Linked DNA regions of Mus musculus: all the other regions are linked to region 5. Evidence: chromatin contacts called from public HiChIP or PLAC-seq and promoter capture Hi-C data. All regions are on one chromosome and are shown on one strand. Each heading gives the region's core, a stretch centred on a gene start, on an enhancer-like site or on the middle of the called end of the contact. The rest is flanking DNA. Distances are from core to core; before and after follow the strand shown.

Evidence for each region. Promoter capture Hi-C pulls out the DNA fragments that hold promoters and counts their contacts. HiChIP or PLAC-seq counts read pairs in DNA pulled down with a chosen protein or histone mark.
Region 1: a promoter capture Hi-C map of liver shows a contact between it and region 5, with 4 times the contacts expected there. The contact joins the promoter of Rgl2 here to the promoter of Pbx2 in region 5. A contact is called at or near these places in 6 of 39 promoter capture datasets (embryonic stem cells, hippocampal neurons, liver and 1 more), 5 of 484 Hi-C or Micro-C datasets (cerebellum, cortical neurons and embryonic stem cells), 4 of 115 datasets of contacts at active chromatin or transcription factors (embryonic stem cells, forebrain and pancreatic cancer cells) and 3 of 9 other capture datasets (liver, macrophages and pancreatic islet).
Region 2: a contact with region 5 is called in a promoter capture Hi-C map of hippocampal neurons, with 4 times the contacts expected there. The contact joins the promoter of AA388235 here to the promoter of Pbx2 in region 5. A contact is called at or near these places in 7 of 39 promoter capture datasets (the 3T3-L1 cell line, the HPC-7 cell line, cranial neural crest and 3 more), 1 of 484 Hi-C or Micro-C datasets (the G1E-ER4 cell line), 12 of 115 datasets of contacts at active chromatin or transcription factors (bone marrow-derived dendritic cells, bone marrow-derived macrophages, embryonic forebrain and 9 more) and 2 of 9 other capture datasets (adipose tissue and liver).
Region 3: a contact with region 5 is called in an HNF4G HiChIP or PLAC-seq map of pancreatic cancer cells. The contact joins the promoter of B3galt4 here to the promoter of Pbx2 in region 5. A contact is called at or near these places in 9 of 39 promoter capture datasets (the HPC-7 cell line, HPC-7-derived erythroid cells, cranial neural crest and 6 more), 4 of 484 Hi-C or Micro-C datasets (CD4 T cells, the G1E-ER4 cell line, embryonic stem cells and 1 more), 7 of 115 datasets of contacts at active chromatin or transcription factors (Th17 cells, embryonic forebrain, embryonic stem cells and 2 more) and 1 of 9 other capture datasets (liver).
Region 4: a promoter capture Hi-C map of liver shows a contact between it and region 5. The contact joins the promoter of Csnk2b here to the promoter of Pbx2 in region 5. A contact is called at or near these places in 9 of 39 promoter capture datasets (the C10 cell line, the HPC-7 cell line, cranial neural crest and 5 more), 7 of 484 Hi-C or Micro-C datasets (CD4 T cells, the G1E-ER4 cell line, LSK cells and 2 more), 9 of 115 datasets of contacts at active chromatin or transcription factors (VIP interneurons, craniofacial prominence, embryonic forebrain and 6 more) and 2 of 9 other capture datasets (adipose tissue and pancreatic islet).
Region 6: a promoter capture Hi-C map of liver shows a contact between it and region 5, with 3 times the contacts expected there. The contact joins the promoter of Marchf2 here to the promoter of Pbx2 in region 5. A contact is called at or near these places in 2 of 39 promoter capture datasets (liver and pre-B cells).

Annotation. Positions count from the first base shown.
Region 1 is chr17:33,927,538-33,932,264 of GRCm38.p6, reverse strand. Rgl2 (ral guanine nucleotide dissociation stimulator-like 2) reads right to left here and starts at 2,371. Exons shown (of 18, transcript NM_009059.2): 1 at 2,221-2,371; 2 at 1,824-2,020; 3 at 456-539; 4 at 47-225. The coding sequence starts at 1,979. Tapbp (TAP binding protein) reads right to left here. Exons shown (of 8, transcript NM_009318.2): 8 at 2,975-4,125. The coding sequence ends at 4,114.
Region 2 is chr17:33,979,873-33,984,494 of GRCm38.p6, reverse strand. AA388235 (expressed sequence AA388235) reads right to left here and starts at 3,003. Exons shown (of 1, transcript NR_033305.1): 1 at 1-3,003.
Region 3 is chr17:33,950,149-33,954,350 of GRCm38.p6, reverse strand. B3galt4 (UDP-Gal:betaGlcNAc beta 1,3-galactosyltransferase, polypeptide 4) reads left to right here and starts at 2,863. Exons shown (of 1, transcript NM_019420.2): 1 at 2,863-4,202. The coding sequence starts at 3,089. It overlaps Rps18 (ribosomal protein S18), which reads left to right. Exons shown (of 5, transcript NM_011296.3): 3 at 1,760-1,948; 4 at 2,039-2,130; 5 at 2,233-2,353. The coding sequence ends at 2,308.
Region 4 is chr17:35,119,765-35,123,970 of GRCm38.p6, reverse strand. It overlaps Csnk2b (casein kinase 2, beta polypeptide), which reads left to right and starts at 2,679. Exons shown (of 7, transcript NM_009975.3): 1 at 2,679-2,849; 2 at 3,444-3,526; 3 at 4,115-4,206. The coding sequence starts at 3,455. Gpank1 (G patch domain and ankyrin repeats 1) reads right to left here and starts at 1,019. Exons shown (of 2, transcript NM_032460.2): 1 at 312-1,019. The coding sequence starts at 985. Gm20522 (predicted gene 20522) reads left to right here. Exons shown (of 3, transcript NR_168268.1): 3 at 733-1,236.
Region 5 is chr17:34,589,455-34,594,116 of GRCm38.p6, reverse strand. Pbx2 (pre B cell leukemia homeobox 2) reads right to left here and starts at 1,858. Exons shown (of 9, transcript NM_017463.3): 1 at 1,343-1,858; 2 at 472-545; 3 at 3-250. The coding sequence starts at 1,563. It overlaps Gpsm3 (G-protein signalling modulator 3 (AGS3-like, C. elegans)), which reads right to left and starts at 4,311. Exons shown (of 4, transcript NM_134116.5): 1 at 3,857-4,311; 2 at 3,554-3,656; 3 at 3,176-3,375; 4 at 2,363-2,947. The coding sequence starts at 3,895. The coding sequence ends at 2,810.
Region 6 is chr17:33,716,045-33,720,339 of GRCm38.p6, reverse strand. It overlaps Marchf2 (membrane associated ring-CH-type finger 2), which reads left to right and starts at 1,663. Exons shown (of 5, transcript NM_001252480.1): 1 at 1,663-1,794.

The DNA.
Region 1 (4,727 bases), core at 1,122-3,621, 660 kb after region 5:
GGTGCTCAAAGGGAATCCAGGAGCCTCCTAACCCTTGGCCCCTGACCTGTCAGCCACAAGCCCAAACAGGGCAGGAGTGGAGGTGAAGGCCCGGTGGGTGGCCAGCAAGGCCGGAGTGAACATCATGTCAGCCCCTGCTGTCCTGGCATCCAAGAGGTGTCTGACCAGGGCCTCCAGAGTGCCAGCGCGGAGCCGTCGGGAGGAGCGAGGTGGAGGCAAGGGAGCCTGGAGAACATGGAGGGTGTCTCACCGACGGGCCTCCTCAATCTGACTGCTAGACATCTGGGATAATCCAGATCTAGCTTATTTCTGCCCCGGTTCAGAAATGGCTTAAATCACACAACACAGAACTACCTTCACACTACCAGAACTTCTTCAACCTAATGTTCCGGAAAATAAATAAATAAATATTAAATTAAAAACCGAGAGGCAAGACCTCAAAGTCGTGATCTCACCAAGGGGTCAAGAGGCCTGTACTGGCGGCTTGTGACAGTAAAGGTCGCACCATCCTCCTCCTCGTCCCAGACTGACACAGAAGCCTGGAGGAGCAAGAAGAGGAAGTGAGTTCCACAGCACCTCCAGTCCCCAGCCATTGTCCCCAGGCCCTGTTCCTCCCTCTGCACCCCTCACCTGTGATGGCGGGGGACAATACCAGCGAGTGCGAGGGGTAGAGGGTACTGGTGACCCCAGGTCTACCCCACCCTGGGGCTCAGACAGCCCCCCCGGCCACCTCAGAGCTCGGTGGGATGGAAGAGGTTGCAGTGAGGGTTTCAACTGAATGCAGGAACCCCTCTTCTGGCCACCTCCAACCCCCCTTGTCCCACAGCTGAGCCCAACGCAGAAAAGCAGGGCGCAAAGTCAGGAGCAGAGCGCGCCCGAAGAGGCACAAAGCCAAAGGAAGAGAGACCTGAAGCAGAGAGAAGCTGAAACTTCACAAGGCCCGCCCTCCCTGACAGAACCAGAGGAGCCCAAATTTAGTCCTTCCGCAGAGACTCCTTTTCCCCAGGTCCCCAATACAGCTTCCACTTAATCTCAGCACTGGGGACCCCCTGAAGGTGGCGGCTCCAATCCCAGTTACAAGAAGGGGAAGTAAGGATGATGGGGGGGGGGGGCGGTAGACTCAGAGTCATGTGGCCCTAGCCCCTCCCCCGACCGATCCCGAAAAACCAGCCTTGCTAGTCACCCTAACTTTACCAATGTCGGGGCCCAGGAGTCTGGATCCTCGGGCTCCGAATCTAACTTCTGGACCCTCCTGAATCCCTAAATCTTGCTGCGGACTACATCCTATCAGTCTCTTTGGACGAAGATGACCACGCTCTACCTATCCCGGGATCATCTCTCCAGGTGCCGGAACCTCTTGGCTTGCTGCCCTCTATTGAGCACCAGGGGGTGGGGGAAGAGGCGGCGAAATCTGAGGGTTCCCTCCCCAATCCTAGAGTCTGAGGAGCTGGTTACTGTGGAAACAAACCCCTCCCAGCCAAACAAAAAACGAGGAGGGAGACAGGGACCAAGATACAACTGCCCAGTGGCACCCGTCTAAGCAGGTATGGGCAAAGAGGGCCTGAGCCCCGCAGGCACAGTCAGCCCGTCTGCCAGCCAGCCATTCTGGTTCCGGCAGGTTCCTACGGGCAGGTTCCGAGCAGACAGACAGGGCGAACTTCATAGACACCAGGACCCGCAGCCAGGGGACAGATATCCAGAGAGAGTGTGGCGGGCGGGATGCGAGTGAGGCGGGGAGGAAGAGACCGAGGGACCCAGAGACACCGAAAGGAGGAGAGTCTCAGAAATATTTAATGCCCTGCCTCCCGCCACCCGCGTCTCACCTCTTCTTCTTCCTCATCCTCTTCCTCCTGCCCCCCGCCCACGGCCCGGCCACCTGGGTCCCCACCCTCTTCGGGGTCCCGGCTCCGGAAGCTGCTCAGCACGACTCCCCCGGGGGGGGTCGTGTCCAAAAGCAGCCGCAGGGGCCGCGGGAGCATGGCCGAGAGAAGCAATCAGCGGGGTCGGGCCATGGGGGCGCCTGGGGAGAGACGGGTGGGATTGGGTGGAGTCAGACGGGCGTGGGGGAGACGGACAAGAAGGGACCTAGGTGGGAGTCCCTGAGGAAGGCTGGGGGAGGGAGATACGGGAGTGGGGAAACCCAAGCCCTCGGTGCTTGCTTGGGACTTGGGGGCTAACTAGTGCGGAATGGGCAGGGTCACCCGGTGCTCCGGCTCTGACCTGCTCGGGAAGGGCGAGGGCTGCGCGCGGGTCCCGGGCCTCTGTTCTTGTCGGTCTCTGGCCCTCTACCGAGTCCCCTCCCCGGCTTTTCCGCGATGCCCCCCTCCTGCACCCCGCCGGGCTCCCGGGCCCTCCCGCCCTTTCCGCTTCCCCCCTCCCCGCGTCCGCCCGACAGCAGGAGCCAAAAAGGGAAGGAAGTGAGGACAGGAGCCAGGGAGAGCGACTAGGGGAGTGCTGGACGCCAGGGGCTGGGACGCAGGCTGCAGGTGCACTACTCCGCTGTCCCTTGCAGCCCCACTCGGTGGCTCTGAAGCCCGCGTCTCGCAGCAGACACGCTGGAGACCAGGGTCCTGTCTCAAGCCTCCACAGGAAGGCAAACACGGAATTTTAAGTCACTTTTTCTAACCAGAGCGGCGCTGCAACTGCCGAGGAAAGTGCCCTAGCAGTGGCGCGACCCCGTTACTGCAGCTCGAGAATGACACTGCCGCCCCGGCACGAGTGCAACGGAGCGAATCCGCGCCGGGTTTTCTGTGCCGCCCTTATGCCCGCCCACTCGCGGGGAGGGGGCGGAAGCCGGCTAGTGCGGCGCTTCCGGTTCCACTCGGGTCCGTCGCTCCGGGCGTCCGGCTCTCACCGTGCGCCCGAGCGCGCGCGGTTCCCACGGTGGCTATGTCGTCTCCCGGGTGCGAGACGAGGACCGGGAGGTGACCGAGGTTGGCTGTGCTTGGAAACGGGAGAATGAGAGGCCCGCATGGAAACTCGGAAAGACTTTATTAGCTCACGAGGACCGGCGAACAGGAGAGGACGAACCACACGGGGACATTCGTAAAGGGCCGAGACCCACCAGGCCCGGAGATGGTAAAGGTGGACCAGGCAAAAGAAAAGCTGTGGTAGGAATGGAGAGCTGGAGAGGTAGGCTTTAGTCCGCGAGGGAGACACATGGACCTTTCCGTCTCTAGACTACTGCTGTGGGCTGTCCCTGAGGTCTCTAGAATCTTAAGATGCTATGAAGACCTTTCGTCCTAATCCCCTGGCCAGTGGTTCTCAACCTTCTTAACATTAACGCAGTTCAAGTTGTAAAATTATTTTCTTTGCTACTTCGTAACTGCCTTTACTACTGTTGTGAATCCTAATGTCTGGTATTTCCGATGGACTTAAAGGGGGTTGTGAGCCACAGGTTATGAACCCGCCTCTCTGGCGCATACACTGGTTCTTCTCAACCCTGGGACTCTACGCATGTGTGTTCTTATATTTAGTTCTCTCAACAAAGCCCCGCCAAGTAACCCCGACTGACCTGAAACTCCCTATTTGTAGATCAGGCTGGCATGGAAATGTCAGAGATCCACTGCCTCTGCCTCCCGACTGTGGGCATCAAATGAGTGTGGCGCTAAGTCTCGCTTTTTTCTCATCTTAAAAGTTTAGTTCGAGTCCAGCGGTGGTGGCGCACGCCTTTAATCCCAGCACCTGGGAGGCAGAGGCAGGCGGATTTCTGAGTTCGAGGCCAGCCTGGTCTACAGAGTGAGTTCCAGGACAGCCGGGACTATACAGAGAAATCCTGTCTCCAAAAACCAAAAAAAAAAAAGACCTCTAGGCATGGTGTCCAGTGCCGTTTGTCACTCCGAGGCAGAGGGACAGGTGGATCTCTGGGACTTCGAGGCCAGCCTGGTTGGCTTGGTGAGGGTTCAGGACAGCCAGCCAAGGCTACATAGAGAGACCTTGTCTAAAAACAAGAACAAAACAAGAAAGATTGAAACAAACAAAAAAACCTTAAAAAAAAAAATCCGAGCTATTCAATGGAGGGAGAAGAAGAGAAGAAGGCTGTTGTTCTGGGGCAGGGGCTACTGGAGTCATCTGGGCCAGAGATGAGGGTGGCTTCCACAGACGAGAACTTCTTTACTGTGACTTCTGCAAGAGAAGAAAGAAGTGGGGAATTGGAAGTGTTGGGAGGGAAGTGAGTTTCTCCCAGTTAATGTAGAAACATTCTCACAGTTACAGGCGTGGGAGCAGGCTGGGGCTGTCATTTCCCACCGGCCAGACATGGTCATGAGTGTCCTCGCTCCTGAGTCTTCCAGAAGACCCAGTGGGTCAGCTGAGAATCCAAGCAAACCCCACCCCTGGGCTGTGCTCTGAGCTTTGGAAGTCCTTATGTTGTCTACATGTTTACATTGCCTGGATAGGTCAGAGCCGGACTTGGCCACTGCCGCACAGTGGTCTCCCAGGCCACTCCCTGTCACACTTTAGGAGCCTTTCCCTCCATACAGTCTCTTTGCTGCCTATTCTCATGCTTTGATGGTATCCCACTTTACCCTGTAATAAATTCTGATTGTCTTCTGCACTTTAAAAACTTATGCTGGGAGACACTCAGCAGGCAGACTCAATCACTGGTCTGAGTTTGATCCAGGATCGTACAAGGTTGTAGGAGAAAACTGGTCCCAAGAGTTGTCCTCTGACATCCAACCTTATGTGTGGTAACACACCACACACATTCATATGCACACATAGGGGAA
Region 2 (4,622 bases), core at 1,754-4,253, 610 kb after region 5:
GTCTGAAGTCTGGTTATAGGTCTAGAGACAGGTAACACAGCTGCTGAACAACCCTGGAGTTGAGAAAGGACTGTTGGATTCGATTGGCGCACATATGTGAGAACCTCAGAATGGAAGGAAGGAAATGTGTTGAGTTCAGGGAAATGGTTTGCCTTTGTTTCAACATGAAAAGTAAAGCTATAACTTCCTTCAAAATTCATAAAGATGAGATTTGACCAGAGGAGACATCCTGAAAATCTTGGCTGCAAAAATGAAGACAACAAGCAGATCAACAAAACTAAACAAAACATGAATTCTCATCCCTCTATGTGGAAACAGCTATGAAGAAGGCCAAGAATGGAATGTCTCCAGCCAGGATGTCAGCTATTCATGTCCAATAAATCTTGTTGGCTACAAAGTCCACATGACTTATGAGGTTATCCTTTCATGTGGCACAAGTGGATATTTATATTGCAGCTTGAGTATATAGCGCAAACAGAGTTATAAAGCTCTGTGCACACTGTACATTCCATACATGTGTTAATGTAGAAATGCATATCACCTATAAAAGTTTGTGTGTTTACAGAGAAAGGACCAGACACCAAAGAAGACAAGACAAATAGCCTAAATGATCCAACCTCAAACTGCCTTAATGGCTGGCCCCTCAAAATTATGCATCCAGAACAACTTCAAAATAGCTAATCTTGCAGCCTCAAAGACTGCCCCACCCAAGGATTCAGCTAAGCCCTGCACCTTCCTAGCACACAGCGAATGCACAGCAAATGTTACAGCTTGCTTTCTTAGGACTTGACCATTATCCTCATTGCCTTGGTGCCCCTGAGAGATATCATCATTCCCAGAAAGCGGGAAACAATTTTATACACACTAAGCCCTCATTCCCAAGAGTGGGGTGGTAGGTATGTGGTTGTTGAGTGGGTGTAGAATAAGTAGCAGTGGTCACAAGATCTTAAAGGTTCTGGTCATGGAGCAAACAAAGGGAAGGAGATTAGATTCTGGGGTTTCTCTCTCTCTTTTTCTCTCAGTCGTTCTTTCTCTACTATCTGGCCAGGCATTGGTGGCACACGCCTTTAATCCAAGCCCTTGGGAGGCAGAGGCAGGCAGACGTCTGAGTTTGAGGCCAGCTGGTCTACAAAGTGAGTTCCAGGACAGTCAGGGCTATACAGAGAACCCTGTCTCGAAAAAAGAAAGAAAGAGAGAGAGAGAGAAAGAAAGAAAGAAAGAAAGAAAGAAAGAAAGAAAGAAAGAAAGAGGGGGAGAAAGAAAGATAGTTTTAATAATAATAATAATGGTAATAATAATAAATAATAATAACAAAATGTTTAGCCTCTCCTTTTGCTCACAATCCAGAAGAGGTAGTGGAAGAGAAAAGTTATTTAGATATGGGGGAAGTGGACCTGTTTAACAATAGCTTTTGGGGGGCAAGCTCAATTTTCTTTGTCAGCAGTTCAGTCCCATGGCAAACACCAAATACGAATCAACAGCTTCAGTCCAGACTTCTTGGCCAGCAGACCCCATACAGGAACCAGCAGGTACAGTCCAGTCCTCTCAGTAGGGAAACACCATGCCTGAATCAGCAACTGTAGAAACCAGAAGAGCAAGCAGACACAGAGCAAGCCTTTCCTTCTTCCAGGTCTTCATGTAGGCTTCCAGCAGAAGTCATGGCCCAGAGCAAAAAGTGGGAGGGGCTCCTGCTCAAATATTCTGGTTTACACCTGTGTCTTCCTACCTCAAAGAAAAGGATCAGAAATTGATTTTCACACTTCAAATTAAGCAAAAACACCTCACAGATGCTGCCCTCCATTTTGAGGTTTTAGTTAACCCCACATGTAGCTGACATCAAAGAATCATCACCATGGTCCCTGTCCGAGTTCTGGAACTGCTCTCTGGGGCTTTGCAGCTCCTTTTAGCACCCATGGCTCTGCCTCCTGCCTCCCCTCTTACAGGGAGTTTTCTTCCCACGGCTGGAAAAGCACGTAAAGTTCTTCTGGATGTAGTTTGATGAGAGCAGGGCGGCCTGAGACCTGAGAGCCCTGGAGAAGTGCAGATAGGAAGGAGGCCCTGGGGCAGCTCAGCAGCCTGGATCCCCTTTACCCTCAGCTCTGTGGGTTCAGACGCTGTCCTCTTTGTTTCTTCCACCAGGCGGCGCTGTTGCCCAAGAATGCGATGCTTCTCTTTCATCTTCAACAGGTGAGACTCTGGAGGGTCTGCAGTGGGAGGGAAGATGGGAAAGGGGACACCTTTCTCTGCAGGAATGCTCTGGATGTTGGGATGTCATGGGCTGTTACAAATTAGCATTCAAACGTCTGAGTCGAATTTATCTTGTTCATAGGGAATCAAAAACTCACATCAGCTCAAGTGCAAAGATGAGCACACACTGTGTCTTCTTCCTGGGATGAGGCTGTGACCCACTGGGCATGGTAGGTTCATAAAATGAAATATCATCTGTATTTTTAATTTTATGCTTTTTGACAAATTGTCATTTCAATACACTCTATTTCAACCATCTTTTCCTGTCCTGTTACAGAGCGCTCTTCATTGGCTGGTGGGACAGTGATGTCCAAACATTCCTGTGCCCTCCACTCCTGTCCTCACACTCTGGATGTGTAGGAGAAAGAGAAGGAGTATTTTTCAAATCATATTTTTAAAATTTTATTGTCATGAGATGTAATCATTTTTGTATGTGAATATGTATGTGCACTAGCACTAGCATTCGATCCCTGGGAACTGAAGTTGCAGATGGTTGACAGCCACCATGTGCTGATGGAACTCACCCTGGATCCTCTGCAACAGGAACTGTTACAAACGCGTTCTCTCACACCCGGCCAGGAAGAACACAACAACCAGAATCTTCTGCGGCAAAGCTTTATTGCTTACATCTTTATGGGGCCAGAGCGCCAGAGCGCGCGGGAGAGCGAGGGCGCGCCAGAGCGCCGAGTCCTATTGTTACATCTTTAGGCAGCGAGAGAGCGCAAGGCGCGCAGAGCCAGAGAGATGCCAGCGAGAGAGAGATGGCGGAAACCCCCTCCCTCTTTAAGGAGAACTATATTTTTGCTAGGATGCATCACTCCCTGATTGGCTGCAGCCCATGGCCGAGTTGTAGTCACGGGGAAGGCAGAGTACATGGGGGGAGGAGTACCCTGGCACATGCGCAGATTATTTGTTTACCACTTAGAACACAGGATGTCAGCGCCACCTTGTGACAGCGAATGTGGGGCGGCTCCCAACAAGGAACACGTGCTCTCAGCTCTGAGCCATCTCTCCAGCCACCACTGGAATGTTCACATCAAAACCACACAGCTGATCCACAGCCTGCTGCTGAGCACATGAGAGAAACTAGAGGCCCAGGAAGAGACAGTGTCAGTGCATAGCTCAGGAGGGAGGGGAGCTGGGCACTGATGGGGAGAGGCCTGAGGACAGAGACAGAGAGGGGCTGAGCAGGAGGGGACAGAGGCAAAGGGGGAGACCTAACTCCGCAGAGTCCCCTGTTGGAGGGTATCTCTGTCAGATTGCACTGGACACATCTGCAGAACCCTGCTGGTCTCTTCCATTTCATAGTGAACGCTATGCTGGTTTGAATGAGAACAGCCACACGGGCTCATAGGAATGAATCCTTCATATCCAGCAGATGGAACTCTTGAGAAAGATTGGAGGTGTGGCTTGGTTGGAGAAGTGTCACTGGGCTGGGCATTGAGGTTTTAAACATTTCCAGGCTCCAGGCACCTGCGTTTGGCTGTGCCTGTGGTCTGGCTGGACTTTAATGGCGTAGGTTGCGGAAAGCTGGACCAGGGACCATTATAGAGCAGGTGAACGTGCAGACCGCCATTGCGCATGAGCAGGAGCTGCTCAAGATGACTGACAGGCGTTTCAGGAAGTGCATCAGGAAGCCTGGGGCTCCTTGGACAACTCTGAGCAGGAATGCATCACCATATGCATGGACCGTTACAAGGACGCCTTGAACACTGTGTCCTACGCCTACAACTCTCGACTGCCACTGGAACAAGCCAACGTGTGATCGACACCTGTGCTTTCTGACAGTGCTCTCAGAAGACAGCAAGGACCAGTGTGAGTGCAGGGACATGGCTGACCCACTGAGCTGTGACCTCATGAGAGAGCAAGCCAATGAAGCACTGATGGGAGGGTGGGGAGGAGCGACTCCCACTGTTCCCAGTGTCTCTCCTTTGGTATGCAGATAGATGTGTGAGCTTACACTGTTCTTGTACCATGTCTTTCCTCTGCCGTCATGGATTCACATTCTCTGAAAGTAGAGAACAGATTAAAAACATTCACAACTTGATGGGGTCCCAACGTCTTATAGTCGTAGAAAAGTAACGAAAGCCAAGTGTGATGACACAGGCCATTAATCCCAGCAGACAGGCGAACTCTGTGAGTTCAAGGCCAGCCTGATGAACATGGTCATCTGTGGAGACCCACCTTGCCTTATAAAAACAGGATAAAACAGAAGAAAAGTAACAGAGACAGATCCTTCTGTGGAGCTGCTTAAGGCCAGTTGCTTCCCTAGTCAGGATGAAACCTAAGAGCATCAAGTTCTCAGGGAAACGGGGGAGAGGTCAGGTCAAACTCCACACAACCAAAACCTGTGTAAACTTAATCTTTCCCAATAT
Region 3 (4,202 bases), core at 1,614-4,113, 640 kb after region 5:
CTGTGCCCCGTGTGACCTGCTGGGAGATGATTACAGCTGACTTCGAATGCAGACAAGGTGAATGGAGGCTCTTGAAGGGGCTGTGCACAGTGTTTGTAGAGCCTGGGTACTGAGGGTTCTGTTGGTCCTGTGTGAGAGGGTGAAGAACACATCTTTAATGCCAGCACTCCCTGAGGCAGAGGCAAACAAATCTCTGGGCTTGAAGCCAGCCCGATCAATAAGTTCCAGGGCTACACAAGAAAAAACAAAAAAAAACCTGCCTGGAAAACAAAAGGGTGAAGCTGATTGGGAGGTGGGTGGTGGGTATTGGGAGTTTGAGGAGAGAGATTTCGGGGTGAGTTCCTCCAGAGGTGATTGCAAGCTGACCAACAAAGGGTGAAGGACAGGGAAGGTTTCTGTATTCTTTAATTTTTTTTTTCCCTCTTTTGGTTTTTGGAGACAGGGTTTCTCTGTATAGCCCTGGCTGTCCTGGAACTCACTCTGTAGACCAGGCTGGCCTTGAACTCAGAAATCCGCCTGCCTCTGCCTCCCAAGCGCTGGGATTAAAGGCGTGCACCACCACGCCGGGCAGATTTCTGTATTAATTAAGAAGTGTCTTCTGCTCACTCAAGGTGAGAATTTGAATATTTGGAAGCATATAGGCATGTGCTGGACCAGAAGTGCTTGCTGCCCTTATCTGTGAGGCAGTCTAGTACTGTCTGAATCCCAGTCCCTCCAAACTGCTTTAAGTGTTAGGAGTCGGTTCTTTATAATTTAAGTTAGTGCTTAAGTCAGAAGGCAAGGTGGGCGTGGGGCCACACTTTGTAGCTGAGCATAGGTCCCTTGCCTTGTCACCATAACCAACCTGGCATCATGCACCTTTAGAACTCACAGCTTGACAGTAAAACAGGCTCAAGAAAAGTAAAAAATTATATGGAGGCTGAGGTGAGGGTTGTGAAGGTTTTTGGCCTGCATGTCTGTGCATACTGTGCCTCTGGAGGCCAAAAGAGTGACTTAGATCCTCTCTCATTGGGAGTTCGAGTTATGAATGAGTGCTTGGTATATAGTCCAGGTCCTGGAAGAGCAGCCAGTGCACTGAGCCATTTCTCTAGCTCATTCAATGACACTTCCCCCTCCCCGCTAATTCTGGTAGTCACAAAGTCACACCCACTCTTGGGGCTCAAAAAACCTGTTAAAGGTTTGACTTTGTTCATCTGTGCTGCTTTTGTTGAGTTTGTGACACATGTCCAGTGTGGCCCGAACAGCGTTCCCTTCAGTTAGTAGGCAGGCTTTGTCTCTGGAAAGTGATCTGAAAAATGACAGGATCTCTAACTTAGGCTGGCCATAGCAGTCCCGAGTTCAGGGAGCTGGGATAACATCTGCACAGCCCCTCTGCTTTTGAGTAATAGGGTGTGTGTGAGGGGGCTGGAGAGGTGGCTTGGCTGTTAGAGCATTAGCTGCTCTTCCAGAGGATCCAGGTTCAATGACCCAACACTCAACAACCATTAACTCCAGTTCCAGAACATCAGCGCCTTCTGGCCTCTGGTCAGTGTGCCACAGACACACAGACATACAATGCAGGCAAACATAAGACACAAATAGACTGGGCTAGAGAGAGAATCCAGCTGTTAAAAGCTATGACTTCTTCCAGAGGCTCCCAGTGACCACATGGTGGCTCACAACCATCTGTAATGGATTCTGATACCCTCTGGTATCTCTGAAAACTCTGTACTCAGATCTTTAAAAACAAAAGTCTAATAGCCCAAACTTTTGACCTCAGGGCGTGGGGCGGAGATATGCTCATGTGGTGTTGAGGAAAGCAGACATCGACCTCACCAAGAGGGCTGGAGAACTCACGGAGGATGAGGTGGAGCGAGTGATCACCATCATGCAGAACCCACGACAGTACAAGATCCCAGACTGGTTCCTGAACAGACAGAAGGATGTGAAGGATGGGAAGTACAGCCAGGTGTGTTAGGGGACTGGTGGACACGGGTTGTCCGTTAAAACTGGGTGCAGAATCAGGAGATAAAGTTGTCTCCCCTGTCTCAAAATCTAGGTTCTGGCCAACGGTCTAGACAACAAGCTGCGTGAGGACCTGGAGAGGCTGAAGAAAATTCGAGCCCATAGAGGGCTGCGCCACTTTTGGGGGTAAGTGGGTGATGAGGCTTAAGCTGCCCACTCCCAATCAGGCTGCACAGTCCACCGGCTCGCCTCCTGCTGCTCTGTGACCTGTATCTTTTTCTTCTGCAGCCTTCGTGTCCGCGGTCAGCACACCAAGACCACTGGCCGCAGGGGCCGAACTGTGGGTGTATCCAAGAAGAAATGAGTCTCTGGGCCTTTGCTGTTAATAAATAGTTTATATACCTATGACCTCCGTCTCAGTTTGTCTTCCATCTGATAGTACTTAATGCCACAGCGATCCTGAGCTCTGGTAGTTTAATCTGGCTGCAGGTGCCTTCTGGGTACAGTGCTCTTGGTGCACTTGAACGGAAATGTCCCTCATAGGCTCCTGCTGGTGTTTGCTCCTCCCTTTCTGTTGGGTGTTCACAAGGAGACTGCCTTAGGTGCAGCAAACTGGGCGGCAACCACTGTTAAAGGTGGGGCAGCCGGTGTTGAAAACCTCCAGGGGAAGCTTGGGCAGGCTTCAATTGAGTCTCCTGCCGTAGCCGTGCTAAGCTGTTGTGAAGTGGCTACAGCTCCGCCAGATGCTGCTGCTCGGGTGAGTTAACAGCAGATGCTGGCTGCTCTAGAAAAGCAGCCTGGTATTCCGCGTGCTTTACAGTAGGGACGGACCGGGAAGGGCTGGACCTATGTGAAATGCACGCCGCTTGTCGGCTTCCGGCCTAGAGAGGCATGATGGGAAGGTGCGGGGAGGGGCGGGATGGAGCGGAGTTCCGCGTGCACGCTAGCTAGGGAAACGAAGCCTTCCGGGGCCAGCTGTGGTGGGCCAGGGCCGCATTGCACGACAGCATCTGGAGAACAGCATCTGTGATGCGCCAGAGCCCCGCGCATGGGTCACCGCGTCTCCTCAGCAGCAGCTGGTTAAAGCCGTCCTCCCACCTCCCCACGCTCTAACAGCTGTGCCCACAGGTCTCTGCGGCACGCCATGCCCCTCAGCCTCTTCCGGCGCGTCCTCCTGGCGGTCCTACTACTGGTGATCATCTGGACCCTGTTTGGACCTTCAGGCTTGGGGGAGGAGCTGCTGAGCCTGTCCCTGGCATCCCTGCTGCCGGCCCCAGCCTCGCCAGGACCGCCCCTCGCCCTGCCCCGCCTCTTGATTTCTAACTCTCATGCCTGTGGTGGCTCCGGACCCCCTCCCTTCCTGCTCATCCTGGTGTGTACGGCCCCGGAGCACCTGAACCAGAGAAACGCCATTCGGGCATCTTGGGGTGCCATCCGCGAAGCCCGGGGTTTCAGAGTGCAGACGCTCTTCCTCCTGGGAAAACCTAGAAGACAGCAGCTTGCTGACCTGTCCTCAGAGTCAGCAGCACACAGGGATATCTTGCAGGCCTCCTTCCAGGATTCCTACCGCAACCTCACCCTCAAGACCCTCAGTGGACTGAACTGGGTGAACAAATACTGTCCTATGGCCCGCTACATCCTCAAGACGGATGATGACGTGTATGTCAACGTCCCAGAGCTGGTGTCAGAGCTGATACAAAGAGGGGGGCCTTCGGAGCAATGGCAGAAGGGCAAAGAGGCCCAGGAAGAGACAACAGCTATCCATGAAGAGCACAGAGGCCAGGCAGTGCCCCTTCTGTATTTAGGCAGGGTGCACTGGAGGGTGAGACCCACTCGGACACCAGAGTCCCGGCACCATGTGTCAGAAGAACTGTGGCCGGAAAACTGGGGTCCTTTTCCACCCTATGCCTCGGGCACAGGATATGTACTGTCCATCTCTGCTGTGCAGCTCATCCTGAAGGTGGCCAGCCGGGCCCCACCTCTACCTCTAGAGGATGTCTTTGTGGGAGTAAGTGCAAGGCGAGGGGGCCTTGCCCCCACACACTGTGTCAAATTGGCTGGTGCTACCCACTACCCCTTGGATCGGTGCTGTTACGGGAAGTTCCTGCTGACATCCCACAAGGTGGATCCCTGGCAAATGCAGGAAGCTTGGAAGCTGGTGAGCGGCATGAATGGGGAGAGGACTGCACCCTTTTGCTCCTGGCTCCAGGGATTTCTGGGTACCTTGAGGTGCCGGTTCATAGCCTGGTTCAGTAGCT
Region 4 (4,206 bases), core at 1,430-3,929, 530 kb before region 5:
CTGTGTGACAAGCACCATCCCATCCTACCCCATCTCTTTCCACATTAACCTACTGTATCTTAACACCCCTTTGAGGAAAAAGTCTTAGCCCCAATTCTCAGACAAGGACTGAGATTTGCAGACTTTAGGCTGGCACTGCAAATAAATGGAACCAAGATTCAAATGCACAAAGACCACGCCCATTGTTACTCTATGACTGAATATGCCAGAGGATGAATAGCCCCCTTTAGCTGCTGTGGGCCCTTAGTATGAGGTGCCCAGGAAAGGAAGAACACAATAAAGATGGGTGTAAGTGAAGGCTCCCTCCTCACCGGTTCTGGTTCTCAGGGCTCCTTGTCTCTCCATGACTCTCTCTGACCATACGGGCTACCTCAGGGAAGCCTGCTTCTTCAGCCAGCTGGGCAGCATCTCTGCCTCCCAGGTCACAGACTCCAACCCAGGCAGCTCCTCGGCCCAGGAGATAGCGCACAGCGGCGCCCTGGCCTGCTCGGGCAGCACACATCAAGGGAGTCCACCAGAAGGCATCACGAGCATTGATATTCCCTCCAGCTCCCCCTGCCTCTTGGGGTTCTAGCAGCCTCCGGAGTTCTGTCAGATCCCCATTCTGGGCTGCCAGCAGGATCCACTGGGCCATCCTGTCTTCATCCTCAAGTGCTCTTCCTTGTCTGGGGACTCCTGCTGCTGCAGGCTCCCTAGTCACTCTTCTTCTCTTCTTCTTCCTCTCCCTCATAGGTTCAGCTCTCTGGGGCTTAGAGGAACTACTGTCATCTGCGATTAGAGCCTCATAGAAAGCCCGGGCAGCAGCCCCGTCCAGGACAGGCTCTGCTTTCTCCTGCTGTGGTTGCTGCTGCCCATCCTTCCAGAGGTCACTGGAGTCAGCCGCTGGGGTAAATTCGATGAAGGATGGCCTAGACATGCCTGTGAGAGAAACAAGAAAATGAAGACTGGGCAAGGCAAGGATGTGACAAGCAAGCGATCCAACCATTCAGGTAGCTATTGTGAAGATGACCAGCACCACCTCTGGGGGCCCGCTGAGATGGGAAAGCAGCCTAGAACTAAAATGGGCCTCCCATCCCAAAACTGACTTCATAGTTAGGATTCTGTGGAGCCCGGGCCTCATGGGTAAAAGGGACCCCAGGAATAACAACAGATCCTGTCACGATGGGATGGGTAAAACAGACCCCAGGAACAACAGATCCTGTCATGATGTTAATAAAATTTCATGAGGGCATAGTAGATATGAATCTGTGTAGAATGCTTGTTTCAAATTTGAGAATTCTAGATTCTATCAATAACACAGAAAAGAAAAAGGGTAACAGGAAAAAAATATTCTACAAGACAGTTGTTAATGGGTTCTGTATTCAACTCCCATCTTCCTACAAACAAAAATGCCAGGCTCTCTCTGAAAACATTCCGCTAACACATACAGGAAATATAAGGTCGACACCCCCCCCCCTTTTTTTTTCGAGACAGGGTTTCTCTGTATAGCCCTGGCTGTCCTGGAACTCACTCTGTAGACCAGACTGGCCTCGATCTCAGAAATCTGCCAGCTTCTGCCTCCCAAGTGCTGGGATTAAAGGCGTGCGCCACCACTGGCCCGCACAGGTCGACCTTTTAAATCTTGCTCGATCTTATCTAGGGGTCCCCTTTTCCCAGATTAAAAACAGGCATGACATTACTCCGGGAGGTTTCTGGGGAAGCTGCATTGTCACTTCTGTACCGCAAAATGTCGCTCTTGTAATCTGTAAGATTGGATACAATCAAATAGCCACAGGGCAGAACGAGGCATGCGCAGGAGCAACAACAACAAAACATCCATAAGGTTCAAGTTTCCCGCGCTAGAACCTTTTCTAGCATCCTCGTAGTAAAGCATCGCGTGCCCAGTAGCGCGAGGACCCAAGGGGGAGCCTGTCGGTTGGGGTCCTGCTTTTACATAACGCCCCCACAATGCCCTTCGCCACCCTCCGCGTTCAGAAAGACTCTGAGGACACAGTGGGGAGACCTGTGGGATGCCGAGGAGCTGTGAGATGAAGTAACATCACGGTTACCCCTCACCACTGCTCTGAGCAGGGTTTGAAGAACAGTCAGGGTCATCAGCACAACTCTCTACCCCAGCTCTGAGGAGATGGAGAAGTACAAAGGGACAAGCGGCGGCAGAATGGCTGGCCCCACCTCAGGTTAGCTCGCAGGGCGGTCCAGGTTCTCACGCAGCGTGCACAGCTCAGCGCATCCCAAGCACACCCGACCTAAGTCCCTCACCACAACTCTGCGCATGCCGGAGCCCGAGCGCACTCTGTCGCGGGCCTGGCGAGAGAACCAGGATCCCGTGGGTTGGCCTGGCACAGGGAAGAGGGAGAAAAAAAAGCAAAGCGGAACGCTGAGGGAGCACCGCAGGGATGACAATCAGCCCGAGGACCTACCCGGCAGCTTAGCGAGCCTAACAAGACTATATTTCCCAGGCTTCCTGGTCGGGAAGACCCCCTGCTCCGCTTCCGCTTCCGGTGGCGCCTCGGTTCGCCCCGCCCCCAGGCGGCTTCCTCTAGGGCCTCGCGGCCCTTAGAGAGTCATGCGCGGGTCCTCTTGGGATTGGTAGTTTGTCTTCCCCTCATTTCGTCAGTTTCTCTCTGCCGACGGGACTACATCTCCCGGCGTCCACGGAGGTAGGGGGCGGTTCTTAGCGCCTGCGCGTTGCCCTTTTCTCACCCAAATCCTCACCAGTTTCCAGTGGCCCCCCCCCTCCCTACTTCGTCTGCTGCGGCCGGGTCGGCTTTTTGCGCTGTAGTGGTCTCTGCGGTTCCTTGGAAGCACAGCTCCCCTTCCCCGCCCCAGTCCCAGTCCCCGTCCGGCCGGTGAGTGTGGGGTTGTCCCCGCGTCGAGTCGCCCGTCCCTGGGCGCGGCACTCTGGTTGGAGCTCCTCGATGTGGGGGCGACGAAGGAAGTGACCGGGTCGGTAGCCGAAGGAGGTCGGGGGCCCTGGGCGAGAGGAGGCGGCTTTTGGGGACGCTCGTGAGACCCACAGAAGTGTGGTGCCTTCGCCAACCCTGCGAGTGCAGGAGAGGCCGGCTCTGTTGGGGAAAATGAACTTCGGAAGCCTTGGGACAGGCGCCAGGAACATGCAGGCACCTGCGGTGGTGGGGAGCCGGAGCCGAGGGCCCTGTCGCGGCTGACATGGAGGGGAGAGGGGCCTGGCTTTGAGGAGCGCCAGGGACGAGGGTCACACTAACAGATCAGGACCTGTCATTTTCTGGAAAGTAGCGAAACTTATTGCCAGCACACTGCAAGGGGGCTGAGGTGAAGGAGAGAAGCTTGGAGATGCTTCAGAGGCCGGGATCCTTCAAGCCTGGCTGGACTCAGATTCTTCCGTTGTTGTGGAGAATGTGTGGGAGGAGGGAAGAGACAAGAAACAGCTTGGTCTCCACTTACTTAACGCTCTTCTTTCACAGCGGACATAAAGATGAGTAGCTCTGAGGAGGTGTCCTGGATTTCCTGGTTCTGTGGGCTCCGTGGTAATGAATTCTTCTGTGAGGTGAGTTTAGGTCGGCCAACTCCACATGCCCTCGATGTTTTATTTTATGTTGTTTGAGAGCAGATTTCGACGGAACTCACTATGCAGCCTAGACTGGCCTTGAACTCCTGGCAGTCCTACTTCCTCAGTCTCCTGAGTGCTAGGATTTCAAGGTTTTGTCAATATGCATGGCTAACAGAGGTACCTCTGGGTGACCACTAGGATAATTAAAATATTTCATGTTAAAGTTGGGTAATGTGCAAAGCCCGGTGGCTTCAGTAGAAAATTACAAATGCCTTTCAGAAACTAAACTGTTTAGCCTTCATGATTCCCAAGTCTTCAACTCAGAGAGTTTGCTATCCCCAAGAAGATGGCAAGTGCGGTTTCTAAAATAAGCTTGTGTCGAAGCTGAATAATGTCTATGTCTTTGCTGGAGATGGTTAGCCTTAAAGAAAGGGCCTGCAGTTTTTATGAGACTTCAGTACCTCTGCAGAATTGGGAATAGGACACGAGAGGTGACTTGGCTGAGGATAAGACATCTCTTGGGCCCAGGTGGAAGATGGGCCTTCCTATATTATTTTCAACCCCTTGGCTTCCCTGTGCCCGTAGGTGGATGAAGACTACATCCAGGACAAATTTAATCTTACTGGACTCAATGAGCAGGTGCCTCACTATCGACAAGCTCTGGACATGATCTTAGA
Region 5 (4,662 bases), core at 609-3,108:
ACCTGCTCATACTTCTCCAGCTCTGAGTGGTAGATGTGGCGGATCTGGGCAAGCTTGCTGCGATAGTCTGAGTGTTCGATGGAGTTGTCCGGGGATACGCCACCACCGGAGGCTGCGGCAGCTGCAGCAGCTGCTGCGGAGCCGCCCCCTTTCTCGGGTCCAGCCACACCTTCTGCCAGAAGCATGTTGTCCAGGCGCATCAGCTGTGGGTCCACGGGCTCCTCCTCTTGGGAGCTCCGAATGCTAAGGCCTAGCAGGCAGGCAAACAGACTTAAGGAACCCCTCACCCCCCACCCCCATCCCCGGTCAAAGCTCCATCCTCGGTCCCAGGGCTCCAGGGCTTCCCTTCCCCACTTCCTTTCATGCAACCTCCGTGGCTCTCAATTTCCTCAAGGCTTCAAGTTGTCAAACTCTAAGCCCTAAGGCAGAGTCTTGCTCCCAGAAGTGAGCATCAGAGGGGCACCTACGTACCAGTTTTCTCCTTGATTTCACACAGGACACTAAACAGGGCAGGTTTCATTCGGTGACAGTTTAGGGCATGTTTCCTTAGGAGGAACGGGAGGAGAGAAAGGGTTCAGGCAGGAGAAAGACGAGAGGGGTGCCAGGGTGCAAGGTGGGGGCATAATCTGCGAGGGGGTTAAGTGGGAATCGGGGTAGAGTGGAGTCCGAGGGATAGTTGAGATCAGCTGCCATAGCTTCGGGAAGCGGCAGGGTCACAGGAAGCAGAAGATGCAGGCAGTGGGGCTAAAGTCACTATGGGCGGGCTGAGGCTAAGAGGGATGGTTCAAGCAAAAAGATGGAGCAAGGATCTAGAGATGACTGAAGAAATAAAGGTGACTAGGTAGGTTGTGGAGTAGAGAACCGGAGGCTGTCAGTGTGAGGCGGTAGGGGGCCTGAGAAAGGTGGGGGGGGGGGTGCCCTGCTACCTGGGAGTTCAGTACAGAATGTGTGGGCTGAGCAGGGGGAAGGCTGTTGAGGACTCTTGGAGGCCCCGACCTCCGTGGAAGGGAATGTGTGGAGATCCTGGATCCGTACGCGGAGAATGGGGTGGGCTAGCCGGATAGTTAGGGAAGACAGCTTTGGCTGAGAACAGTTTCTAAGTCTGGGAGCCAAGAGATGGGCCAGAGTTGACTGTAGGGGTCAGCAAAAGGTTAGGAGGGAGTGAGACCACCTGGGGTTCGCTCTGTGGAGGAGGCTTTAGGGCCTAGGGGCAAAGCAAGCTTTGAGAGAACACTAGAACTAAGGAAAGAAAAGAGTTGCAAGATCCAGAGAGGGCCCTGGGGGAGGGGGGCTTGCAGAGGACTCAGAGCTGTGAGCGGGGTCCCGGGGTGGGGGCACTCACTTGGCCTGGGCCTCGTCCAGGCTCTGGTCCGTGATGGTCATTATCTGTTGCAGAATGTCCCCGATGTCTTGCTTCCCTCGGCCTCCCGGGACCCCCCCACTTCCCCCACCGGGGTCTCCGCCACCGGGAGGCTCGCCAGGGCCCCCGGGCTCCGCACCTACCAGCCCCAGACCCCCACGGCCCCCGCCCGGAGGAGGCGGCCCCAGCAGCCGCTCGTCCATAGCTGGGGGGGGGCCTGAGGCCCCCTCCCTGCTCGCCCCTCCCCCCGCCGGGTGACTTCCCCCCCAAACTCGCTGGGGCCGCTGCTCCCTCCGCCCCAACCCCGCCCGGCAACCCGCCTCCCGGCTCCCCTCGGGGGTTCACCCCGGCACTGAAGGGGAGACCCGGGGTGCCGCCTGGGCACCCCCACAGGAGACCCCGGCCCCCGGCGGCGGAGAAAATGGAGCCGGAGAGAGAGAGAGAGAGAGAGGAGGCCCAAGCGGGGGTGTGTGTGCGAGAGGAGGGAGGAGGGAGAAGGGGGAACGAGGGAGGCGGCTGGGGGAGGGGAGCGGGAGGAAGAGGAGGGGAGGAGAGGAGGAACGGGGAGGAGCCGGGGGCGGGGAGACGCAGGCCAGGCGGCGGCGGCGGCGGCGGGTGGAGGCGGGGAGCGGCCGGGCGGCCGGGGAGAGACTGGGTTGGCCTCGGCGCTGGCCGAAAGGGCGCTGGGGTGGGTGTCTCGGCCACCTGGGTTCCGAGGCCATGGTCGGGTGGTGCGGACTCCGGCCTCTGGAATGTTCTCCGACAGCTCGGTTCATATTTCTTGTTCTAATGACTCCCCTCCTTGTTCGACTTAATTAAAACCGGGAGACTGGGGGCTGGGGGAGATGATTAGGGAGGTCTCCAGCCGCTGCTTAATGAGCCAGTAATTAACCAGCCAGGGAGGGGAGCTGGCCTCTGGCCAGATCGCTGAGAGCGGCTGCCCCAGGCCTCACCTACCCACCTTGCACCCCCCCACACACACCCCCAGATACCAGTCTTCAGTCCAGAGGGGAATTATGTTTATTCATACAACCAAAACATCAGACAGACTCAGCAGCAGGGTGGGGGCGGGGTAAGAGTCGCTTCACCGCCTCTGGGCCCCTCTGCCTTGGGGCCTGAGACTGCTAGTGCTGGACAATTGTCTTACTCTTCCCTTTTTTTCTCACTAGGCAGGGGCAGGCCGCAGCCCTCACACCCTGTTTAGTAGCTTGACAGCTCAGGATAGAGACTCTTTAACTGTCCTCGGGAGTTGTGTCCACCCTACCTTGCTTATCTTCATGGTTAGAGTACTTGTCCCAAGTCCAGTCCCCAGGGAAAGTGGGTGGTAAATACAGCAATTTTAGCCGGGTCTTCCATCTCTGGTTACCCCTGCCAAACAGGGTTGAAGACCTTCGGGGAGTGTCCCAGCTTTGAGTCCCAGAGAGAAGGGACTGGTGAGGAGCTCCGGTCTCAGCAGGTGTGTGTAGGAGGCCGGGATCTCTGCTCCTCCATTCGACCTCCACCCTGAACTCTCAGCAGCAACTCCAGAAGCTCCTGCCCCCCGGGGGGAAGGGGCGGGTCAGACCGTTGGGCTTCAATCCGCTGGCACTAGAAACGTGGAGGGAGAAAAGGGCATTGGTAGCCCATAATGGTTTTGGGTAAGAGAGGCCAGGGTTGGTGTGGGGCAGATAGGAAATCTGTGATGGGGATGGGGAGACTAGAGGCTTACCAAAGGACATATGCTTAGGGACAAAGAAGTTAGGGCTCAGGCAGAAGGCCAGCTAGGAGACCTGGGTCTTGTCTCCATGGATGCATGTGGGGTGGGATGTGCCTTACCTGGTGACTAAGGATGGTGCTGTAGAGCTGTTCTTTGTCTTCAAGAAGCCGGGGTGGGGCTGGGGCTAGGTTTGGTGGGGCCTCGGGGGTGTGGAAGGTGGCCCTCTGTTCCTCTAGGCGGCGGGACTGGGCTTCGGCCACTAGGTCCAGAAGGAGCTCAGTCTGCAGGGAGAGCAGGGAGCCAGAACGGGGCCCTAGGGCTATGGGAGAGGAAGGAGGAGGATTCAGACCCAGAGGCTATGGCAGAATGGGAGTAGCAAGCGGTGGGGACAGGTGAGCTGGTGGACGAGCTAGGGACCAACAGGTGTGATGGTTAGTGGACCTACACTGGGGTAGCCTGGGTGATAGGGTCAAGATCTTCCAGGGTTGGTGGGGTACCTGTGTGTCGGGTTCCAGGAGGAGGAGGGGAGGGAGGAGCAGATCTCCAAGGCCGAGCGGTGGCATTCACAGGGGGCCATCCCTGATCATCCTGCGGGAGACTCTGATACCAAGACATGTTGTTCATTCCAGTCAGAGGTGTGTGTGGGTGGAGGGCTAGGCCAGTGACCCATTTCCCCTGTGTTTTTGTTCCTGTCTTGGTGTGCCCAAGCTTTCCCAAGTCTCCTGTGTCCACCCGTCACTAGGTCCCACATGTCCCTTCTCCCTGGGTTGGTTCCCCAACCCGGCACCCCAGCAGCTCACCTGTTCACCATCTTCTTCCTGGGGTCTTTCAGCCTCCATCCCTGGACTTGGGGAGAGACACTGATGGGGAAGAGTAGCTGGAATTTGGGAGGAGGACCCGGAACCTTGGGTTCCTGAGGGGAATGGGGGCTGGACGGGGTGGGGGTGAGCTGGGGGCTGGATGCCAGGGTACTGAGCAGGAAGCCGGGTTCCTGGTCAGCCCCCCCATGGGCCCCGCCCAACTCTGTCAACTTCCTCCATCCTCTTTTTCCCACCCAAACAGCTTGTTTGACCTCTCTTGCCCCAGGGGAGGACAGAGACTGGGAGAGACTCCAGCTGCAGGAGTGGAGCAAGCTCCTGACAGGGCGGATTCCTGCCGGCTCATCTCCAGAGCCTCAGTAACCCCCTAGCCGGCCACACTGCTCCACCATCCCCACCTCCCCTCCAGCTCTTCTCTGTCAACACCGGAACTAGCTACAACACAGGAAGTGGTTTCACTCTTCGGGATCCCCCTCCCCCAAACCAGGTTCATTCTCTCCTTAAGACTGATCCTGATTAGGATTTGACCCTTCTCATCTCTCTTGACTTACTGGATCAGGGAAAGACATGGTTCTGGTGGGGGCGGGGGGGGGGGAGCAGAAGACTTGTTGACCCCGGATGCATTCCTCGCAATACATCTTATGCCCTAACACTGGCCCAACACAGTAAAAGTAGCCAGAGACTGGGGCTGGAGTTATCACTGCCCCAAGCATTGCCGACGGTGGAGAGTATGAGGGAATGTCTACTGGCGGCCAAGCTAGCATAGACAAGGTTGAGGGGAAAACTTG
Region 6 (4,295 bases), core at 414-2,913, 870 kb after region 5:
TTCAAGGCCTGTGCCAGCACATCTAACTTTTTAAACTTCTTTTTACTGTTGCTGTTGGAACTGAACAAAAGTGATTCTACATTGTTTCTTATATGTTCATATTCTGTGGGCAAATTAAAAAAAATGTTACTAAAGCCGGGCGTGGTGACTCATGCCAGGCATGCCCACACTTAGAACTTGGAAGCGGGATTTCCAGGTCATCCTTGTCTGTATATCCACTTCAAAGCCACACTGGGCTTTAGGAAACCCTCTATCAAAAACCCAACCCAAACCAAACCAAATCAGCATCACCATAACCACCACCACCACCATGAAGCTTAAGGTGTGGCTCAGTGGTGGAGCACCTACCTAATGTATCAGGCTGCTGGCTCCATCACAGGCATTGTAAGAATAATAATTCATACTAATAACGTGGGGCTGTGGTGGCATATGCCTATAATCTTACGCTTGTGAGGGTGAGGCAGGACCTGGGCTACACAGTAAGACCTGTCTCTAACAAATAAGCAAACACAATGATTAAAAACCGCTAATGTTTGTCTCACAATATTTATATTAGTTAATGTGTCCCCAGGGTCTTGCACATGCCTGGACCATAATAATGCTTCCTACAGAATTTTGATCTTTTTGGTTTTCCTTCATATGGTTGGCCTTGCTTTCTGTGTAGTTGAGGGTGACCTTGAACTTCCTGGGTGCTGGGATTATAGGCATGTATGACCAAGCCCAGGGCTTTGTGTATGCTAGGCAAGTACTGCTAAGTGTTCTCTCACTGAAACCAGTGCTAGATTGGCAGACAGCAAACCCCAGCCATCTTCCTGTTTACACCATCTACAGCACTGAGGTTACAGGAGTTCGAGGCCCTATTCAGCTCTTTTATGTGGATGCTGGGGATTTTAACTCAGATCCTCATGTTTGCCATGCAAGAGCTCTTGCCCGCTGATCTATCTCAACAGCTCTTTCTACCATCTGTTGCTCCATTTTTTGAATGTATGTCTTGCTTGAATAATTGATGAGTAAATGATGATGGCTTTAGTTTCCTCCACAGAACTCTAACCCCTTTGGGCGGATTTCCTTCTGCAAAATGTGATCATAGCCACCCTAGGATTGGTAAGTGTGATAAAAATGTAGCTCAGTTCACACTGTTTGTGCCTAGCACGGAAGAAAAACTTCATTCCATTCTAGCTCCCGATAGAACTGGGAAGGTGGAGGCCAGAGGATCAGAGAGGTTATCCTTGGCTACAGAGTGAGTACGAGGTTAGCCTGATCTACATTAAAACTGTCTTTAAAAAACACAACAAACAAACAAACAAACAAACAAACAAACAAACAAACGGGGGCCGGGGGGAGCGGAGAAGAAGGCGGAAAGAAGTTATTTGGCAAGTGTGAAGTTGTTTACTTAAGCTCGCCTTTGTTCTGCTCCAGGCTCTGGCAGCAAGTCTACAGCCAGAGATTGGGATGGGGGAGGAGCTGGGATGAGGCGGGGTCCATTTTGGGGGTGGAGCCAGAACGCAGCAGGGGCGGAGTCAGAAGCTGCGGCGCCGCGGGGCCTGGACCGCCCAGGACGTCCCGTATTTTGAAGGCCCCACCTTCTTGGGCGGGGCGTGTATGCTGATTGGCAGATGATACTCAGAGGCAGTCTTCATTGGTTCGCCGTGCTGTCTGCTCGGCGGGCGGTGCCCGGACGCAGGTGCTCGCCGGAGCCGGAGCAAGCCGCTGCTGACGGGCCGGGCCGGGCCGGGACCCGGGCCAGGGAGAACCGAGGGGCCTGCGCGGTCGCCCGGCCCGGCCGCGGAACAGGTAGGCACGGAACAGCGAATGGGCCTGACCCGAGTATGTAGGCAGGTTTCCCAGGTTCCGGGTTCGAGCCTCCGGCTGAGTACTCGAGCGGGACAGATAGGGCGCTACCCTTGGCCTTACTTAGCCCTGCTCAGGACGCAGGCACCTCAATTATCATTTCAAGGTTGGTGAGAGGTCTCCGAGCCTCGCCACGCAGGAGAAACCTCTGTGAGCCTCGGTTTCCCCATCTAGGAAAAGTGGGTCATCTCGGAGCCAACATGATTTAGGAAATGGCTGATGAGAAAAGCGCCTGGCATACAGTAGGAGGTCAATAAGTGACTAATGTCACTCTGAAACCCTCTTCATAACGGTTCTGTTTGGGTGATTATTAACATTATAAAGAGTTGGGGCGCTTCACAAAAAGCTACTCAGTGCACTGTACTGAAAATGTTGTTTTTCAAACAGTAGTCAGGGACTGCCAAGATAGCTCAGCTGGTCAAGGTGCTTGTTGTCTGAGTTCAGTCTTGAGGTCTCATATGGTGAAAGAAAAACTGACAACAGAAAGTTGTCATTTGGACTCCATAGACACACCCTTGCATGAATATACACCACATACATATGCAAAAATACAAGCAAAATAAATATAATTGAAAACACTTTTTTTGTTTTGTTTTGTTTTTCGAGACAGGGTTTCTCTGTATAGCCCTGGCTGTCCTGGAACTCACTTTGTAGACCAGGCTAGCCTCGAACTCAGAAATCCGCCTGCCTCTGCCTCCCGAGTGCCAGGATTAAAGGTGTGCGCCACCATGCCTGGGGAAAACACTTTTAAAAAAACTCTGTAGTCAGAATTAATGTGGTTAGTGGGAAACATACTAGGTAGAAGTATTAAAAGTAATTCCTTTCATCTAAATGAGTAAATTGAAGTTCAGGGAAGTTAAAGCTGTTGCCCAAGGCCATACAGCAAATAGGAAGTAGAGCTTCTGGGATTAGAACTTAGTTTCTGGACTGGGGGTCTAGCTCAGTACTTGCCTAGCATGCACTAGGCCCTTGTTTTATCTCAGTACTGCCAAGAAAAACAACACACACACACACACACACACACACACACCCTAAAGTAAGAAAGAGATGGATGAGGCCCAGAAAAGCAAATTAACTTGAATCAAGACATACAGTATCAGTGACAGAGGCAGAATAAAGTGCCTAGGGCATGGAGCATGGTGGTACAGGCCTGTTAGGTCAGGTGCTCTGGAGGCTGAGGCAGGAAGACTTCAAGGTTCCGCTGGGTTATTTAGTGTAACTTTGGTATTGTTTAGTTCTTTTATTTTTGAGGTCTTACTCTGTAGCCTTGGCTGTCCTGGAACTCCTTACGGAGAACAGGCTGACTTAGAGATTGGATTGCCTCTGCCTTCCAGGTGCTGGGACTAAGCTTGTGTGCCACCATACCATTTTTTTTTTAAATGTATGTGTGCCTCTGTGAATTTATGTGTATTATGTAAGAGCCCTCAGAGGTCAGAAGAAAGTGCTGGATTCCCCAGAACTGGAGTCACAGGCAGTTGTGAGCTACCACATGGGTACTGGGAACCAAACCTGGGTCTCTGCAAGGGCAGTAAATAGTCTTAACTGCTGGCCCATTTCTCTAGCCCACAATTGTGTTTTTAACATTTATCCATTTGTTTGGTTTTGTGTATGTGTGAGTTTGTGAGCCCTCACCCATGGTAGCATATGTAGCGCTCAGAAGACAGCTTTGGGAGTTAGTTCCTCCTACTGGTTGGGTTCTGAGGATTAAACTCAAGTCATCAGAGTTGGTGGTGGCATGTACCTTTTCCCACGGAACCATCTTACCAGACTTTAAACACAAAGAAAGAAAGAGTAAAAGAGAGAAAGAAGGAAATCTCTGGAAGCTGTTCTTGGTGGCACATGTCTATAGTCAGCCCAGGCTCTCAGGAGAATGAGGCAAATGAGGCAGGATGCCTGCTGCAGGTTTGGGTACAACCAGAATCACATAGCCATAAGGTTTATACCATCCTAGGTGGAAAAAAAAAGTGTGGACTGTAGCTTAGTGACAGAGTTTTTACTTAACGTATTTGAGGGCCAGGTGTTACTTACAAAGCTTTCCTGAGAATCTGTGTGTGGGCAGTTCATGGTTGCTGAGGGAGGGAGAAACATTTCCTTTAGTGATGAAGACACTGGTAAGGTGCCCACATGCTTACCTTACTCCTATTTCTTATTGGCGTATTCCTTCAACAACAACAACAAAAACAACAACAACAACAACAACAACAACAACACCCCTAAATACATTAATGTAAAAAAAAAACAAAAAAGAATCTGAGTGTGATGGTACGTTCCTGAAATCTTAGCGGGCAGGAGGCTGAGGCAGGAGAATCACTAAGAATTCAAGGCCAGTATGGGTTATGTAATGAAGCATTGTCTCAAAAGGAAAGCAAACAAAGGAACAAAAACTAGGAGCTGGAGTTGGTTAAGAATTCTTGCTGCTCTTACAGAGAATCTGGGATCAGTTT